Regions from separate parts of the Mus musculus genome. Here region 1 is linked to region 2. A link is a contact called in public HiChIP or PLAC-seq data. All regions are on one chromosome and are shown on one strand. The core of a region is the stretch at or near the end of the contact, and the rest is flanking DNA. Distances in the headings are between cores, read along the strand shown. Region 1 holds the start of Kansl1 (KAT8 regulatory NSL complex subunit 1). Region 2 overlaps Kansl1 (KAT8 regulatory NSL complex subunit 1).

Region 1 (5,003 bases), core at 2,443-4,942, 75 kb after region 2:
ATAGGAAGTACTATCTTTTGAGTGTTATATATAGATTGAGAAGAGAATTGTGGGTCATAGAAATAACCAGAGATAACTGCTAGTTATACTTAATCTACACTATTTCTTTCCATCTAGATCAAGAAATAGACAGGTCTTAGAACTAGAGGCAATACAATACAATACACACACACTCTCTCTCTGTATATATACAATACACAAAAAAATTTCCAGAAAGACACTTTCATTTCTGTCTTAATTGCCTCACCAAAACAAGGTGGTGGGAAAGATGAGGCCTAGGAACCTTCCACCCCCACCCAAAGAAAATGAATAGGAAAACACACCATTTAAACCCAAAGCTTTCTCTGTACAATATAATGTTTTAAAGAGCATTTTGAAAAATTATTTTTCTAAACTAAGGGAACAATTTCACTCACAGCTACAACAACTCAATACTAAAATGCCTTTGAAAATAGGCATCACCACCTACAAAAGCCTTGTTTACAGATCACATAAAATAGCTCATATCAAACACAGCAAACCCCAAATTTGTTCACTGTAAAAGTAATTAAAATCTGTGGCCAAACTAGATTTGGTCAAAATCCAGGGGCTATACTATACAGAAACACTGATTACAGTGTAGCATTACTAGAGAAAAAAAGACATTGGTGGTATCTGAAGGAGAAAAAAAAATACAATATTCTTTCTTCTCACCTTAAAGTTCAAATAAATTAAACTGTTTTCTAGCTTCCAGAATTTTCCTTAACAGGACAGTAAATTATCTAAAAATCAAAGAGTGCTCTGCAGATTTAATATTACATGAACATGAAAGTCAAGACACTACTGGTCTGAATTGGGTTTTCATGAAAGATGCAGCAACCCAATACTTGCAGATTCCTATAGGTAGGAAAACCAAACCTCCAATTTATCTCAAAATCTGCATAGAACTGATGACTTTTGTGTACAGAAACAAATCATCACATACACTTAATTAAATAACTACCTTCATCAGAATAAAGATTTTAAGAATCTATGTGATTGTTAATGGTTCCAAGTAGATCACACTTCAAAAATAATGTCAAACCACCTCAAGTTCTGAGGTCACTAACAAATCAAATCAAATATTCTAAAGGTCAAAAGAACTGTACACTTGGTTGGCTAAACCTAGTGGAAATCTAATTCAGGATTCCATGACTAAGGGTCGTTACCAAATAGTTACAATACATTGTTTAAATTTCCAAAGGATGAGCATTTTTACCTCGCAATATTTTTAGAGCAACACATCACACTGCACCTATCACATGACATGATGTAACTGTTAGCAAAGAAAATGGCCCAAGCCATTGATAACATACATCAGGAGAAAACAGATCAATCATACTCAAGAATTACATTTTATATTTACTTTTTGAAGCTAGTAACTTACCTAGAAAAAGAAAAAAATGTACTTTAGCATTTTATAGTTAATATTTACAAGAAGTTATAACAACCAAGTAAGAAGATTGGAAAACTAGAATTAAAAACTTCTCTATCAAAAATGCAACAAAGAAACACATCAAAAGTATCCACTGTCAGAAGAAAAAAAAAAAAAAGTCTCAACTGACAACAGCTGCAGTTAATTGAAAATTTCTAAATTGGTAGGAGAATAAGACAAGAAACCAAGTACAGCCCATAGAAGAGAGGAAAGGGAAACACGCCCACTTTATGCTTTTGTAAATACTGGTACTTCAAATGACCTTAAAAACAAAAACAAAAAAGGGAGGTGGGGTGGGAAATATAAACTGCAGACCAGTCTAAGAAACAGAAATCATTTTAATATAACGATTTTCCTACTTGATTGAAAGTACTTTTGAGAAGAAGTTCTGTAACTATATCATGATTATGCAAGGCAAGGATTATGTAATTTTATCGTTTATTTTAAAATGTTCTCCGAATGTATTAAAAAAAAAAAACCCTAGAGCATTGTGATCTCTCTAATGGGCAGAGGGACACTTACTTGGCTACAGCTTAAAATATTAACATACACCCCCCCAAACAAACAAACAAAACCCCACAATGATTGCTAGCCACGTGACGAAGGATATGGCAACACCAGGATTGTGAATGGAGGGGAGGAAAGCTAGGTTGGAGGACTAGCGAGATTTCTCTTAACTTTGGGGACTGCAGGATTCGGGTTTCTCAATCTTTAAGGTACCAAATTCTAACCCCTAAGAGTTGTACAGCTAACACCCTCAAGTGCGGTTTTATTAATAGGTCACGGAAAATGCTCCAGTGACCTCCAGGATAAAGGAGGAAAAAACAGGCGGAGGAAAGAGCAATTTAAAGTGGCGCCATCATGTCACCCCTTTTCCCCTAAGGCAATCAATAAGCAATAGTTAAGTAACGAGTTTCTCTAAAAATCCACATTGGGATTCCAACATTGGAAAACAAAAGGATTTCTAGGTAAAACATGGGAGTAAGATTGTTTACAATACGGAAAACAATTATAAACTATTTGCTGAGAATCAAAGGCCGTCAGTCCGAAAACAGGCCCCCCCAAAAGCAGTAAGATTCCAACTCACTTAAAAGCAAATAAATGCCTCTTCCTCTTTAGTTGAAAAAAAGGGCTGCCTGAGACTAGATCCGAAAACGCAAATGACCTCAATATTTAAGCAACAAAAAATGTTAACAATCAGAGTTGTGATACAAACCGTGAGACAGACATGCAAGATGTGTTTGAGCAAAGAAAGACCTTTTGCAGTCAAGAGAAGTTCAAGGCGAGAGCAAGAGTTTGTTTTTGGTCTTTTTGTTTTTGCTTTTTTTTTTTTTTTTTTTCGGAAATAAACCAGGTTCTCCAGGCCGCCTTTTTAAATAGAACGCCAAAGGAAAGCCCAGCGAACGAGGCGGCAGCTGGTGGGGAAGGGCCCCCGCACACCCCCGCCCTTGGGGCGACTCCCAGCCCGGACCCGCAGCGGGGAAGCCCGGAGAGGCCATTTAAAGTTCCGGGGATTTTTCTTCCCCTGCCCAGCCTTTCTAGTTACAACTAACAAAGAGAGGGAGAAATGGGAACCACAGGGAGAGCGAGGAGAAGGAGAAAGGGCAGCGGGAGGAGGAGGAAAGGAGCAGCAGCAGCACCTACCACGTGATGGAGGAGCGTAGCCCGGGCGGATTCGGCCCCACAAAATGGGCGCAGTTTGCAAACAGCCCCCCGGCCTGGGCGCCGAGGACCAGCGGGCGGGGGCGCGCGGCTGCTGCTCCGGCCCGGCCCGCCGCTCTCCTCCCCCCCGGCGCCCGGAGCCGCCCTGACTTTCCGGGCGGGGGGGCGAGGCGGAGGGGGAGGGGAAGGCGGCGGCGGCGGGGAGCGGCTGCTTTTTCTTCTCTTTCGGGCCCTTTCTCCGGCCTTCCTCCGTTCCGACCCGGCCTGGGCACGGCGGGGACCGCAGCCCCGGGCGGGCGGGGGCAGAGGGTAAAGCTGCCCCCCCCGCCCCGCACAAACAAGCGCCGCCGTCTGCAGCCCGCGCCCGCACCCCGGCCGCCACCCCGGGAGCTTCTTCCCGGCCGGGGAGCGCACTTCGGCCGCCCCCCAAGCCGCCGCGGCGAGACGAGTCGGCTTCGCTACGGCGCTTGGTTCTCCCGCCGGCTCAGCGAGCGGTGGCGGTGGCGGCGGCGGCACTGGGAAAATGGCGGCCGAGCTCCTTTTCCCTCCCCCCCTTTAATCTGAAGCGGAGGGAGAATGGAGCGAGCAAGCGAGCGGGCGAGTGCCGGGGACACGGGGAGGAGGGACAGCAGCGCCTCCGCCGGCTGCGGCTGCGGCGGGCCGCTCCGCCCCGGCGCGCCGCCAGGGGGCGCCCGCCTCGCCGCCCCCGCGGGCTGCCAGGAGGCGCGGCCGCCGCCGCCTCAGTCATGGCTCCTAGCCGCGGCCGCTGCTTCTGCGCCTCTGTTTGCGGAAACCGGTGCCTGGTGCCTGATACGTGCGGCAGCGACACGCGGCACTGCGGCAAGCGACGCGGGGCCCTCGCTTCGATCGAGGTGAGGCTAACCTGAGGCGCTGATGCCGTCACATTCCCTCGGCTCTGTGGCTGGCGGTGCTGCGCGCCGGTTTGAGGGGAGGGCGGACTGACACAGCAGAGCTAGAGGACGTGAGCGAAGAACTGTGTGTGCAGTGAATGAAGAAGCTGCTGCGGCCACACTACCCCAGGGCCAACCGTGCTCTGAGACGGGCAGGAAGCTCCCTGACCAGTGACGCGGTCCCTGCCACCCGCCCTTTGTCCTACACCCTGCTCTGTACACTGCAGCACACGGCTGGCTGCTAGCCCTAGCGCCACGCTCTGCAGCCGCCAAACCAAAAAATAAGCGGACGCCATTGCGCAGGCGCGAGCTAGGACCGACTCGGGGCTAGCCCGGGCAGGGGCAGCTGGGAGCTAGAGGGGAAATGATGGCCCACCAGCGCCGGGCCCGCTGGGAACTGTAGTTTTCGTTAAGCCCGCGTGTTGTTTTAGGCTTCTTGATTTGTCAGATCCGCCAAAATAGGCAAAAACGCATTCATTACACAGTAATTTTTTTGTTTCCTGCTACTACCAAATTAAAGTTCACAGACCCGCTAAAAGTTTAACAATGAACAACAAAAGCAAACCTGTCATGTTCTTACCAGCGTTGACTTAAAAGTAGTGGCACCTAATTACTCTTGACTCTAGTTTGTCAGCACGATATCGGTTCCTTCCTCCCAAATAAGGTTTAATATCAGAGAACATTTTCTGGACTTAGAAAACTTAATATAACGCAAAGTGACACATTACACAGTACAAATCCACCACCCTTTAAAGCTAACCATGTCCAAAGATTATTAGGACTCACCAAAATCAAATAGCATAAAACTTGTTCCAACAACTAAATCACCAAGCTCAGCAGATGAGAAGAGTAGAGTCTACCAAAAGGAAGATGTAAAATGCTCAATACTTTGTGTGGTTTACCAAACCAGTATCCGGTGTTATGTGTCACTTCAGCTCCTCAAAAAAAAAAAACTATTGTTATAGACCAGTTTTCAT
Region 2 (5,490 bases), core at 302-2,801:
AAAAAGGACATAAGGAAGGCAATGTATGGTGGCACATGCCTTTAATCCCAGTACTATGAGACAGAGGCAGGCAGATCTTTGAGAGTTCTAGGCCAGCCTATCTACACAGTGAGTTCTAAAACAGCCAATGCAGTGTAAAGAGACTTTGTATCAAAACAAAACAAAACCCCACCAAAGAAATAGGCAAACCAACAAACCCACAAGGGGGGGGGGACCCTAAAATTTCAGAAAGCAGTTTAGACTATACAATAGCATTAACATTCTATTCTGTACATGAACATTGTATTCTAGGTTAGTAAATTTGTTTCTCATATGATCTGGTAATCATAAAACTCTCTTTTCATAGGTATTCCATTGAATACATAATTACAGCTAAATGTGGTGGCACACATCTTTCTAGCTACAGCACTCAGAAGGTAGAGTTAGGAGGACTCCTTTGAGCTGGAGGTCAGCTTTGGAAAGCAATACCAAGTATCAAACAAAAACAGACAGGTAACTATCAACAACAAAGTGAAAACTATTATGATCATCTGTTAATCTTACTGTTTTTCATCTTTAGACTATTTTATGTGTATGAGTATTTTGCCTGCATGTGTTTATGTGTGACTCATGATGTGGGTGCTGAGAACTGAATGAAAGTCTTCTGCAAGCCCAACACGTGCTCTTAACAACTGAGCTATCTCTCTCTAGGTCCTAGTCTCAAACTCTTCATTTTTCCAAAGCCTTTTCTAGTATTGCTTGGTTGTTCCAACTCATAATTTTTAAAACATACAAATGAGCAAACAATAAAATAAAAATAGATGTAGTAAAGATGTATGAACAACAGCAGTTGGGTTTCCTGGCTACATCTATTGGGAAATCCTTTTTTTTTTTTTCCGGGGGTGGGTGGGTGGGGGTGGGGCTTCGAGACAGGGTTTCTCTGTGTAGCCCTGGCTGTCCTCGAACTCAGAAATCCGCCTGCCTTTGCCTCCTGAGTGCCTATTGGAAAATCTTATAACCATAATCCAGTCAGCAATGACTATAACCAGTGCACGTGGCCCCAGATCTTGGTCTCTCGACACTGTTTTCCAAAGGCCAGCCCATCTACACAGTTAGTTCTAAAATAGCCAGTGCAGTGTAGAGAGAGACTTCATATCAAAACAAAACAAAACTCTACCAAAGAAATAGGCAAACCAACTACCACTACCTCAAAATAAAACAAAACAAAAACTAAGATAAATAAGTAAACAAGTAAAAATGCCACAGGAGCCAATCTGAGGGAGTTCCCAATGCCATAACGAGGTAATTCAATCAACTGAATCTAAACCTATATAAAATAAGATTAATGGTAATCCTGGAATGAGTAACCAAATCAAGAGCTGTGCACATAGTAGGTTCAGTGTGTAAAACACTTGTCAGGCAAGAATGAAGACTTTAGTTTAGATCCCCAGTGCTTACATAAATCATGGGCTAGAGTGGCAGTCCTATAATCCCAGAGCTAGGGGAGCAGAGGCAAGGGAGCCCCAGAGCAAGCTCTCTGGCTAGATTGACTATCTAGTCAGACTGATGCTGAACTCCTGATCTGCTGCTGCAACTTAGCATGTGATGTTATTACAGGCATGTGCTATGACACACTCAGCTTTATGTCTTTCTCTCTCTGGTTTTTTGAAAGAGCTTCTTTGAATAGCTCTAGCTCAGCATCAGAGTTCTGCCTGCTTCTCCCTTGAGTGCTGGAAGCATAGCCAAAAAAAAAAAAAAAAAAAAAAAAAGCCAGTATTTTTTAAAGGAAAAATTGAGAAAAATGAGTACTCCAGAATGAAATTGTGCAAAGAAAGGAAAAAAGATAAAGAAAAGATCTGAGCTAGAAGTATAAATCGAAGATTATTAAGATACTTTTATTCTCATTATGAAATAAAAATCATTCATAAAAGCATTTATGGTATTTCTATGGTAAAAATCTCTGATCCAAAAATTTTCCCTTTGGTTTTTTTATTTGTTGAGAATTTTTTGTACAATATGTTTTGATACTTACACACACACTCACTCATTTCATCTCCTCCCTACCCGCCTCATCTAACTTTGTGTCCCTATTTAAAAAAAAAAAAAAAAAAAGGCCTGGTCATGCCTTCTGATGCATGCCTTTAATCCAAGCACCCTGGGAGGCACAAGTAGGGAGGATCTCTCTGTGTTAAAGGCCATCATGGATTACATAGCGAGTTCTAGGATAGCCAGGACTATATAAGATAGATCATGTCTCAAAACCCTTCCCCCCCAAAGTCTAATTGTGCTGCCTATATATTCTTGTACATGTGGCCTTCCACTGGAAAAAACAAACCCCTCTCGGCTATTAGTCGGCAGAAGCTCCTGGGGTATTAGGGGTAGGATTTTGTGCACAACTTCCCCTTCTTCTTTTTTTTTTTTTTGGTTTGGATTTTTTTTTCGAGACAGGGTTTCTCTGTACAACTTCCCCTTCTATGATGGTATTTTTGTCTGGGTAGAGTTTGTACACATCTTGTGTATGCTGTCATAACCATTTTAAGTTTACAAGTGCAGCTGCCCTGCTGTGATTGGAAGACTGGTTTCCTAGTTGCTACCCACCATCTCTGGCTCTTATAACCTTTATACCTTTCTTCCCTAAGAGTCTGTTTTTCTGAGCCTTTGGGGTGGGGTGCAACACAGATGATGTCCCACTGAGGACTAAGTACTCCTAATTCAACTTTTAATGTTTTGATTTTGTTTTTATATATTTGAGACAGGGCTCCATATTTTCTAACCTTGATTCAAGCTTACTAGGTAGCAAACCATGACCAATATTCGGATACTCCTCCTAAGCTCTAGGATTACAGGTGAGCACTACACCACACCTGGCTTATGCAGTGCTAAGAATTGAACCAGAGCTTTGCACATAACAGACAAGCCCTCTGTCTCACAACTTTATTCTCTCTCTCTTTGTCTTATGTAAAATGTGGCTGTCCCTTTGCTTCAACTTGTTTAAGAGCCTGTCCCCCCACCCATTATATTGGTCCAGAAAAGTTATCCTACTAAAACTGTATGAGTGTGTTACACCTATGTGCCCTGATTCAACCACTACTCTGTAACTTTTTATGTGGCTGCAGTTTCTTGACCTATTAAGAGCTATCTTTTTTCTTTCCCCCTTTTCTATCTTTTATACTTACCAATTTATCTCTCCCATGATCTGTCTTCACCTCAGAACTAAGTGAAAGTAAGTCTGTTGTATGATCTGGGAAAGGTGCCTCCCCAAGGACTATCAACCCCTGTAGGACAAAGAGTAGAAAAACAGTGTGAGTGGTATAAACTACCAAGTTTAAGAATTAATCTCAAATTGGTTGGGGCTCAGAGTTTTGCTAACCAGAGGCCTTTCCCTTATTCTATGGCTTAAAAAAAGCCTGAAAAGCAGCAACACTACAGCACTTGTACTCATCTGGGCAAGGCCCTGGATTCTTTTTCACTTATTTGTTTTGTTTTTCAAGACAGGGTTTCTCTGTGTAGCCCTGGCTGTCTTCAAACTCAGATATCCACCTGCTTCTCCCTACCACCTCCTTGAGGGTTTAAAGGTGACCACCATCACCCAGTCAAGGTCCTGGATTCTAACCCTGTCAAAAGGCTTCAACAAAAAGCTGAGGAGTGTAGCACAATTTCAGTAAGATGTTAGGATTCAAAACTGAGCCAGAGGGATGGCTCAGGAAGTAGAGTAGCTTGCTGCTATGCCCATAATATACACAGTGAAGGGGGAAAGCTGAATCCATGCGTTGTCTATTTGCCTACAAGTTTTCTCTGCAGCATGGGTGTAAACACTCATTATTAAATGTAAATTTGAAAGACAGATTTGGACACTCTATCCACTTTTTTTCACTTTAGGATATTTTATTGTAACTGATACAGTATAAACTCCACTTTATTAGATTAATACCATTAATGGGAGGGTTTCAGTTATATGTGTATAAACAATTACCAAACTGGGATGGAGAGATGTCTCAGCTATTAAGAGCACTGGTAACTTTTGCAGATGTCCTGAGTTCAATTCCTGCTTTTGGTGTATCTGAAGAGAGTAACAGTATACTCACATACATGAATGAATGAATGAATCCTAAGGGAAAAAAAGTCCCCATGTATTCTCCCTGCAATAGAGGTATCTGAATATACTAGAATGGGACTAGGGACACACTAGATAAAAAGTAAAGACTCCTAAGAGAAAAAGAAAGGTCAGTAATTCACATGGGAGAAACATTTACCTCTGGAGAAATGGGATTCCACACTACGTTGATACTAACAATTTTTATTAGTTCAAAAATCTCATGCTCAGTACATTAAGGATATAGTTCAGTGGTGTAGTTAGTCTGTGCTTAGTGTGAGGGTCTCTAAATTCAATCTCTAGTACATGAAAAAGTCCATTATGAAGCCACAAAAACAGGTATTTGAAAACATTATCATAAGTGTATGTATAAACAATAGTTTTTAAATTTAATAAAAAGTAGCATACTTTAAAGTTTCTCCATTAAAAAAAAAAAAAAAAAAACCTCAATCTGAATTTGGTGCCTCATACTCAACATCACAGCATTGAGGAAGATGAGGATAGAGGAAGGCCACAGATTCAAGGTCACTTTTCTGGCCCGTAATACAACTGTCTCAAAAACCAAAATCTTGACAATGTTTTCCTCCTTAATTCAGTAAGCATAAAATTGACCTCCTAAACCTTACCATTTAAAAGTAAAACCTGCTGGAGAGATGGCTCAGAGGTTAAGAGCACTGACTGCTCATCTAGAGGTCCTGAGTTCAATTCCCAGCAACCACATGGTGGCTCACAACCATCTGTAATGGGATTTGACACCCTCTTCTGGTGTGTCTGAAGACAACACAGTGTAGTCATTTACATAAAAGTAAAGCCTTTTTGTAAAGAGCAGAGTTTTTGTGCATTGTTTCTGAAAATATTCCATCTAAACTGGACATGATGTTAATGTCGGAACTTGGATGGAGTGACAAAATCATTAGGAGTTCCAGTTCAAGGACAATTTGGGATATATGAGACCCAACTCAGAAAACAAACAAATGAAATTCTCATGAGACTGAAGTATTTGGAGTAGAGATCAATGGTCAAATCAAGACAAGGCTTTGAAATACAGACTATGCTGGTTCTAAAATCATATCAGCCTTCAGAGGGTTGGGATTAAAGGTATGCACCATCACAGCCATCTAGGTGAAGTTCTGCTTTTAAAGACTGTCTCTGATCACAGACCCACTCCACTGTATCACCCTTGTATGTCTCCGATCATAGACCCACTCCACTGTATCACCCTTGTATGTCTCTGATCACAGACCCACTCCACTATCACCCTTGTATGTCTCTGATCACAGACCCACTCCACTGTATCACCCTTGTATGTCTCTGATCACAGACCCACTCCACTATCACCCTTGTATGTCTCTGATCACAGACCCACTCCACTGTCACCCTTGAGCTCAAGCTTCCCTACTCAATTAAGACAAACCAGA

Evidence for each region. HiChIP or PLAC-seq counts read pairs in DNA pulled down with a chosen protein or histone mark.
Region 1: an H3K4me3 HiChIP or PLAC-seq map of bone marrow-derived macrophages shows a contact between it and region 2, with 5 times the contacts expected there. The contact joins the promoter of Kansl1 here to the enhancer-like site in region 2. A contact is called at or near these places in 2 of 39 promoter capture datasets (hippocampal neurons and macrophages), 3 of 15 datasets of contacts at CTCF or cohesin (CD8 T cells, large pre-B cells and pro-B cells), 70 of 484 Hi-C or Micro-C datasets (3T3-L1-derived adipocytes, the AML12 cell line, B cells and 50 more), 39 of 115 datasets of contacts at active chromatin or transcription factors (the 230-238 cell line, CD8 T cells, the HPC-7 cell line and 29 more) and 4 of 9 other capture datasets (adipose tissue, liver, macrophages and 1 more).

What each region holds. Positions count from the first base shown.
Region 1 is chr11:104,438,628-104,443,630 of GRCm38.p6, forward strand. Kansl1 (KAT8 regulatory NSL complex subunit 1) reads right to left here and starts at 3,693. Exons shown (of 15, transcript NM_001372459.1): 1 at 3,098-3,693.
Region 2 is chr11:104,365,525-104,371,014 of GRCm38.p6, forward strand. Kansl1 (KAT8 regulatory NSL complex subunit 1) reads right to left here. Exons shown (of 15, transcript NM_001372459.1): 4 at 3,156-3,254. Among named protein-coding and RNA genes, the nearest start is that of Kansl1, 74 kb to the right of the region's middle. Within about 2 kb of position 1,552, at least 57 of the 459 cell types and tissues checked have an H3K27ac peak or open chromatin away from gene starts, as enhancers often do. A contact at or near this core is called in B cells, the HPC-7 cell line, Th17 cells and 8 more, where this site is marked.